Regions from separate parts of the Gossypium hirsutum genome. Here all the other regions are linked to region 3. The links are chromatin contacts, called in public Hi-C maps. All regions are on one chromosome and are shown on one strand. Each heading gives the region's core, a stretch centred on a gene start, on an enhancer-like site or on the middle of the called end of the contact. The rest is flanking DNA. Distances are from core to core; before and after follow the strand shown.

What was found. Hi-C and Micro-C count contacts between places; a contact is called where the count stands out from the background.
Region 1: a contact with region 3 is called in a Hi-C map of leaf, with 2.6 times the contacts expected there. The contact joins the enhancer-like site here to the promoter of LOC107889289 in region 3. A contact is called at or near these places in 2 of 34 Hi-C or Micro-C datasets (leaf and seedling).
Region 2: a contact with region 3 is called in a Hi-C map of leaf, with 2.6 times the contacts expected there. The contact joins the promoter of LOC107889244 here to the promoter of LOC107889289 in region 3. A contact is called at or near these places in 9 of 34 Hi-C or Micro-C datasets (callus, hypocotyl, leaf and 1 more).

The regions. Positions count from the first base shown.
Region 1 is chrA11:107,639,433-107,642,132 of Gossypium_hirsutum_v2.1, forward strand. No RefSeq gene overlaps it. Among protein-coding and RNA genes, the nearest start is that of LOC107889325, 15 kb to the left of the region's middle. Within about 2 kb of position 1,354, at least 1 of the 9 cell types and tissues checked has an H3K27ac peak or open chromatin away from gene starts, as enhancers often do. A contact at or near this core is called in leaf, where this site is marked.
Region 2 is chrA11:108,031,012-108,033,711 of Gossypium_hirsutum_v2.1, forward strand. LOC107889244 (tRNA N(3)-methylcytidine methyltransferase METTL6) reads left to right here and starts at 1,346. Exons shown (of 8, transcript XM_016813607.2): 1 at 1,346-1,677; 2 at 1,826-1,935; 3 at 2,451-2,662. The coding sequence starts at 1,471.
Region 3 is chrA11:107,778,029-107,780,728 of Gossypium_hirsutum_v2.1, forward strand. It overlaps LOC107889289 (putative GPI-anchor transamidase), which reads left to right and starts at 1,439. Exons shown (of 12, transcript XM_041081669.1): 1 at 1,439-1,775; 2 at 2,590-2,631. The coding sequence starts at 1,624. LOC107889307 (myosin-11) reads left to right here. Exons shown (of 40, transcript XM_041081670.1): 39 at 1-8; 40 at 172-1,101. The coding sequence ends at 295.

The DNA.
Region 1 (2,700 bases), core at 104-2,603, 140 kb before region 3:
ATAAAAGAAATTAGAGTGACAAAAATATGAACGACTCTACAGTGACATGTGGTGGAGTTTACCCTAAATTATCTTTGAAAAAGATTAAAATTCTCTTTATAAATAAGTAATGGTTTTAAAATATTATTTTTTACTTTGAAAATGAACAAATATCCAGCTAAGAATTGATAAATCTCAAAATTATATGTGAACTTTGGCTAAATGTGTAATTTTATACATGAAATTTTAATTTGATTCAGTTCTCTTAAATTATTAACATAAGTATTGATATAACATCATTTTATACTTATATATTGCCTGAGCAAATAATTATATGTATCTAATATAAAAATAAATTGATATATTTATTTCTTTAAATATGTATGATAGAATTAAAATTAAAGATTTATGTATATATTTGAACCACAATCAAAATTTCATGTGTATAATTGTACTAAATTGAAGCTCAAATTTCAAATTGCATATTGAAAAAAAGTTTATGTATATTTTGATATTTATCCCCAACTAAAAATTGCCACTCTTTCTGAAAAATTTCCGTTTTAATTATTTTATTTTATTTTACATAATCCTTTTCACCTACATAATTTTTTTTAAAAAAAAAATAATTACCTCATCAAACTTATTACTCTTTCAGAAGCTATCGTTTTATTTTAAATTATATTATTTTAAATTATGTTTGATAAATTAAAAAATTAAGTGCTAAAAAAAATAAGAATTAAACAATTAAGTGTTGAATTTAAATAATAAAATATGTTTTGATATTTTATTGAAAATTAAATATTGAATATAATTAGATTATTTGCTAAAAGGATAATATAATCTTAAAGGCAATCAAACAAAATAAAAAACATCAAGTGATAGGTCGTTATCCACTGGTCATTTTCTACATATTTTTGTAGAAAAAAAAATCTATCTAATAATTTTCATTTTGAGTTATCAAAGGTGTGTATTAAAATTAAGTTGTTAAAAATATTGATTGAATTTTTTTAACACTTTATTAAATAAAGTCTTATATTTTTTTTTCTTTTTATCTATTTAGTGAGTGTAATATAATCTAATGGGCGTGATTTAGGATTTCAAATTTATGAAATTTTTTTTTGTAAGTTAGTATTTAAAATTTTAAAATTATATTATTCATTTTGGTATGAAGGGTTCTGCAATTTAATTATATGAAATCTTGAATTAAAAAAATTAAGCAAATGTGTGAAATAAAATATCAAACTAATATTGATTTTATATAGTTATTCTTAAAAAATAGGGGAAAAAAGGGGAAGAAAAGAAAAGATAGGATTGAAACTTGGAGTAGAGAAATGAACGAGACAACCCTAGCCGTACATGATGTTAGGGGAGCTGAACCTCACACCATCCATTACCTTTCATTATTTCTTTCATTGTTTTCCACTATGCGGCTATGCCCCCACTCCCCCTCTTTCATTTATGTTTACTTCTAGTTAAAAAACCTCTTATGGAATATTTTGTATTTAATTTCACTTTTTTATTAATTGAATTAATCTTTTCAAATTAATATTCGAGTAATTTTTTTGATACAATAAAGTTTTTTTAGATGCCATAAGTCCATAAAAATGTGATAAGTGTCACATTTATTTATATATTTAGTTTTTTTACTATACTTTATAATATACGTGCTTGTAAAGTCTAAAAAATTCCACAAAATTGTATAGAAAAAATTTCCATGACTAAAACATATGGTTTTTTAATCAATAAAGGTTGGGAACAAGTAGTAAGACATATTGTATTTTCAGGAAAAGAACTCATATTCAAACATTGGACCCGATATTGTTAGGTACAATCATAAAATCTAAAAAAAAAATTAATCTTCATGAACAATAAAATGATCATGGATGATATTTTGATTATAAAAAAAACATAATTTTTAAACCAAATTAAAAAAAAACCCAAACTCATTAAGAAAAAAACTTAAAATGATATATATATATATTAAATTTAGTTCAAACTCGGTAATACATTGATGCAAAATAAAATTGTTAAATTAAATTTGTGATAAAATAGGTAAAAATATCATAGAGGTCTCTATACTAGAAATAAAATTGTATTTTGTCATTTCCACTCAAAAAATAGATAAATTAATCTTTATACGTTAGGTCAAAGAGCAAACTAATCTTTTTGTTAAAAGTTTCATCCATTTTTATTGTTAAAAACTGATTTGGTTGTCAAAATAATCAAATAGTTACACAATAGTAGTAATGGATGAATTTTTTAATAGAAATACCAATTTACTTTTTGATTTAAAATACAAAAATTAATTTACCCATTTTTAATAGAAAGAACAAAATGCAATTTAATAATTAATGTAAGAATATTTTGTGTAGTTTGTAAGTGAAAGTGAGATGTTTTTTTTTAATCAACATTAATATTGTACAATAACTTACGAAATCCTTGTATTAGTGATATCGATTGAACATGTTTACAAATACCTTTTTTTTTCTTTAACATAAAATTTCATGGCACAAAAATCCATTTCTAAAATAAATAAATAAATAAAATTGTTAGTTATTTGATTAAAGTGATTAAGTTTAAACATTTCTAACATCGTAGTTTTGATTTGGTTTTATAGAAAGATGGAATAAAAAGAACAAAAAGGAATGTGTTTGAAAAAGGGGGGGTAAGTTATGGAATGGAAGGAAGGGTGAGGCAAGGGCATGGATGGGTGAGTGATAT
Region 2 (2,700 bases), core at 96-2,595, 250 kb after region 3:
ATTAGTTAATTATTTACTTTACTCTTAAATCTGTGCGGGTTTAGGTTGTTTGATTCAATCGATTATTGTTAGAAGGTAGATTAATTTATTTTATCATATATATTCATAAAAAAGAAATAAATGTTTTAACAATGCAATGTTAAAATTTTTGGTTGGGTTGATGTCACGATTCAACTTAACATCAATAAAAATAAAAAGTTATTCCTTTTACAAAGTAAATTATATTACCATGAGAATATTGTCTTTTTATAAATCAACAAAAATTCACAATGTTAATATTTAACACTAAGTTTTAAATATTAAACTTTATCCTTTCAATCAAAGCTTTATTTAGCTTGTATATGAATTGTTAATAAATATATTTATTAAATAATTCTTTTCCCATATTATGCATGTGTATAATTTGGAGATATCAAATTCGAGCCCCAACATGTGTAATATAATGTGAATTGGAACCTAAAATTCTTAAGTTTAAAGTTGATAATATGTAGGATTATTGGTTTATAATCTATAGAAAGAAATTTTAAGGGGTTCAAGTTGACTGGTAGCGAACAGTTCATTTGAGATCATCAACTCAACATGTTTTTCTTTTCTGTTTTGTTGACAAACATAAATTGAACATGATGGTTCATATGAAATCCGAGTTTAGTTAAGGTAAACTACAAAAATAGTTATTTTTGTTTGTCTCAAGTAACATTTTAGTTATTATGTTTGAAATGTTACGTTTTAGTCACTTATGTTATTATTTTGTTACGAAGTGATTAATCTTCCGTTAAGTTCTGTTATCTCCGTAACGATAATCCTACGTGGCAGTCCAACTAGATTTTATAGTAAATGAAAGTTGGCAATATTGTAAAGTTGTTTTTAATACTCGATTTTATAACAAGCAAACACCTGGAACAAGAAAATCCAAATTTTGCCCTCAACATTTGCACATTTTTGCATGTAAGTCCTTATACAATTTACATTTGTAACCCAGAGGACTTATGAGTATAGTTGTTAATGCATACTTTACATGGCTAAATTGTCTGTTAATAGTAAATCAAATGCATAATTTAGTTGGATGATGTATGTATTAACAGATGAACTTAAAATCTAGTTAGACTGTCACGTAGGATTACTGTTAGGGAGATAACGGAATTTAACGGAAGAGTGATCACTTCTTAACAAAATAATAACATAAGTGACTAAAACGTAACATTTCAAACATAAGTGACTAAAATATAACCTGAGGCAAATAAAAGTGACTATTTTTACAATTTACCCGTTTAGTTAATGTTCTATTTTTTACTTGTAACCTAAAGAAAGATAATTGAATTGCAGAGGGCCCAAGTTGGGCTGGTGGCGAACATTTAATTTGAGACCATCATCAACCCACCATGTTTTTTTCTTAATAAACATATACCCAACATGTTGGTGGTTTGAGAACTCAAAACTTTGATCCGACTAGACATTTTCGAAGACAAATAAATGAGTGCATCGGCGGCTGAAGCTTCAGAGTACCATTCCAAAGACTTCAACTGGGACACACTTCGACTAGAAATAGAAAACGACCCTTCTCTTAACTACCATCTTCTCCCTTTTGTATCCCCACAACCAGAACAACAACTTACAAAAGATCCCATAAAAGCATGGAAAAGTTTCCACATTCAACATTCTTCTGGCAAATTCTTCAAGGTTTGTCTATAACCCTCCACCCCCCTCCCCCCAAAAAAAAAAGAAAAAAGAAAAAAAATCCAATCTTTCCTTCATTCTTTTTCTGGGTATTCTGTTGCCTTTTAGTTCTTTGTTGTGTAAGCTTAAATGGGTACTATGTTTGATACAGGAGAGGAGGTACTTGTTAAAAGAATTTCCAGAGCTGGTTTCTTGTGGAGATGGTTGTAAGGTTTTGGAGGTTGGGTGTGGAAATGGCAGTACTGCCCTTCCTATATTGCGGTAACCCCTAAATTATCTTCGTTTTTAATTTTTTTTGGTTGTTATAATTTAAATAAAATTTGATAGTTGTACTATATTCTTAACTGTCTAGTGCAGTGAAAAATGATGTTTCGTTGTGTTGATGATATGAGAAAAGCGTTGGTTTTCTTTAGTTATTATATTAAAGAAAGATTAATGGTTTTCGAATATTGTTGAAAGTATGGATTTAACAACGGACTAATATTGTCTACTTTTAACTTGTTTCGTCTTAGGTAGCTGCTAATCTTAATTAATCACTTTGGTTTTGTTCTACCATCCAGTTAGAAGTGAACTATATTCTGCAAAAGTTTATATCATTATTCAGGATAAGAGCCTGAGAGAACTTTAGATGATACTTATGAAAGTTGAGATTGTTTTCTTTGAGCTTTTGTTGTGAAGATTAATATTGAAGTATTGAGAAATTGTAGATGGACAGTAATATCAAATAATGTTGAATTTTCGTTTCTTGTACTTATACCTTCAATACATTTATCCAGTGGCAACGAGAAAATTATTCTATATGCATGCGATTGTAGCAATGAGACCCTACAGAGAGCTAAAGAGTTCGTAGCTGCTAGTAATGTAGCATCAGTTGAGAATCGTTTCAGGCCATTCTATTGTGATTTTGCAACAACGGGATTTCCAAAGTGGTTAGCTTGTGCTAATTGCAGAGAAAATCTTGGACAAAAGGACCAAATTTGTGTTTCAGGTAGCTATCTTTCATGTGTCTTACATTGCTTTGCTTCC
Region 3 (2,700 bases), core at 189-2,688:
GATTCAAGGTTAGCATTTACATTCCACTATGTGATGATGATCTATTTGGCCCTCAACCTTTGTTTTTCACCATCTAGGATGCATTGCTCTTAAAGCTAATTGAAAACATTACCTGGAAACCAGCTGAGCTCGTTTTTTAACTGACTTCCCACAACTTTTATCGTTTTGCAGCATTCCATTTTCAGTTGACGACCTATCAAAGTCGATGGAACAAATAGACATTGCGGACATTGAACCACCGCCACTTATTCGCGAGAACATAGGCTTTAGTTTCTTGTTGCCACGTTCAGATTAATCAAATCTGATTCCAGCAATGGATTGCTTCTTCCAAGGTGTAGATTCACCTTCCAACCTCATTAACGGTGAATGTCCTTAAGGTGTTCATTCATCTTGCTTTAAGACTAGAAATATTTGTCCAAAATTTTGTTTTCACATTATAGGTCATTGATTCAAAGAGGAATATGTCTTTCTTCCCTACTTAGCACAGTTGTCTAAATTTTCACTTATGTTGTACAATTAGTTCATCCTTTTTATCTATGGGAAAAATAATTAAAGCAGAGAACTATTTTCACATTTTGCAGTATTTCTAGTCCAATCTTCTAGGCCAATTATTTCACTATGTAACATTTCCTCAGTTTACTCTTTTCCATGAACACACTATTACTACCAATAAATGCAGGACTTTGAATAATTAGTACCATATACTATGACAGTCCAAGAACTCATGACATGAGGTGTAGTCATCAAATGAAAGGAAAAAGGCACCAATCTAATAACTAATCACCAAGAAATAATAATTTTTTTTGACATATCAAGAAAATTGAAGTTTTCCTCCCATACTTGTACACTTGGAAAGATACTTAAAAAGAACAATTCCCTCAAAACTTGCTTTTTCCTTCATTGTTCACCAAGAAAACAATAATTTTGGCCATCCATGACCCAACTACTAACATTCAATCACATATTCATGATGTACATATATATATATCAATGCCACTAAAACAACAAAATGAAGATAGTTTCCTGAGTCGCAAGTAGAATATGAATGGGGTTGTCTTAAAAACACTAGACAGAACATCCAATGCTTAAACTGACACAAACCCAGAAGTCAAAATGAGATGATCGACCCAAAAAATGCAAGTTTAACAAGACGAAATGCCCTTCAAAGAAAAAATGAAAATCTTGTGTTGCTTATCTTGTTTGGCCATAGAGAAAGAGAGTATCCTTAAAAGGCTTGATAAAAGGAGGAACCAACTGGGAGAGCTTCCTCAAAATACTCGGAAAAGTAAATGAGGAAGAATTTTTTAAGTCAAAAGTCAAAACTATACTAGTAAAACTGTTAATGTGAAGTCGGATTCGGGTTGGACCCGGAAATAAGATAAACGGGTTCTGAGTTAACCAAAAAAAGGTTCATGGGAATGGGATATTGGGCTGTCTAAATTTCAAAAAAGAAATTAATAATAATAATAATTAAAATTTAACTCAACCTGGTAACGGCGTCGTTCGGCTTTTCTTCTCTAGTGCCGCTAGTTCAAGCTTTGCTGCAGATTTCTAAAATTAGATTTATCATTCGTTTTCTTTGATCTGTTATTGCATTGGAAACGATATCGGCTGGAATTCAAGATGGAAACTTTCATAAATCCCAAATCACTTTTTCATTTACTTTTATTACCATGTTTGCTTCTCTACAGTTCGATTGCATACAATTCTTCTCCTGTCGAAGCCGCCATGCATACTAACAATTGGGCTGTCTTAGTTTGCACCTCTCGTTTCTGGTAATAAAAACAACCTCAATTTGTGCACTTTTTCTATATTTCCCCTTTTTTTTTCTTTTCATTGAGTTTTAGGATCAAATGAATCATACTCGTGTAATATTGGGGATAATTAAGATAACCCATCTTTTTCTCCCTTAATTTTTTGTTTGATTTGATTTCTAGCTACATTTGTTTGGCACCAATCTGAAGTTGAGAGGATATAGGAGAGACTTTTAGATGCTATTTTGATGTGTAATTCATTTGATTGTTTGAACTCTGTGGCTTTGTTTGATTATGTCATTGTAAGTTTGATATAATGAAACTCTGCCTCTTTGTACTCTGAGAAACTTTTTTGTGTTTTGATATTTGCTTATTTTCTTTGTGCAAGTCCTTTTGACCCCTCAAACTAGTGGTAATTACTAATGATGAATAAACTATCAGCTTTCCGTTTTTCTTTATTAGAAGCTATTCTTTTTGTTAGTGCTGGTGAGGTGTTCCTCAGTCGATGATTTCAAAGCAAATGCTTTTTTTTACTTCTGGTTTATCAATGCAAAAGCAAATTCAAATGTGGTAATGGCTGTGGTCAAGGTTCTGCTCCTCAACAAAATTCTCTTTTCTCACCTTTCTATCTTCTGGAGCAATGAAATATTTAGATGTTTGTATGGGACAGCTATCTCGTTAGTTTCTGTCACTTAACAAGGAAGACAAATTCGAACAAGGTTGCACTACACTATTTTTAACTTCCTTCCTCTTACTGTATTTGATCAGCTAAAACAGAGCACAATGTAGAGTCCTGAAATTGTTAATTGAAATAATTGTGAATTTTCCCTTTCAGGTTTAACTATCGTCATATGGCGAACACTTTATCCTTGTATAGGTAACCAGGCACCAACCTAGTCTTTTCTTTTCTTTTCTTTTTTTCTGTTATAATTTGTTTATTTTGGTT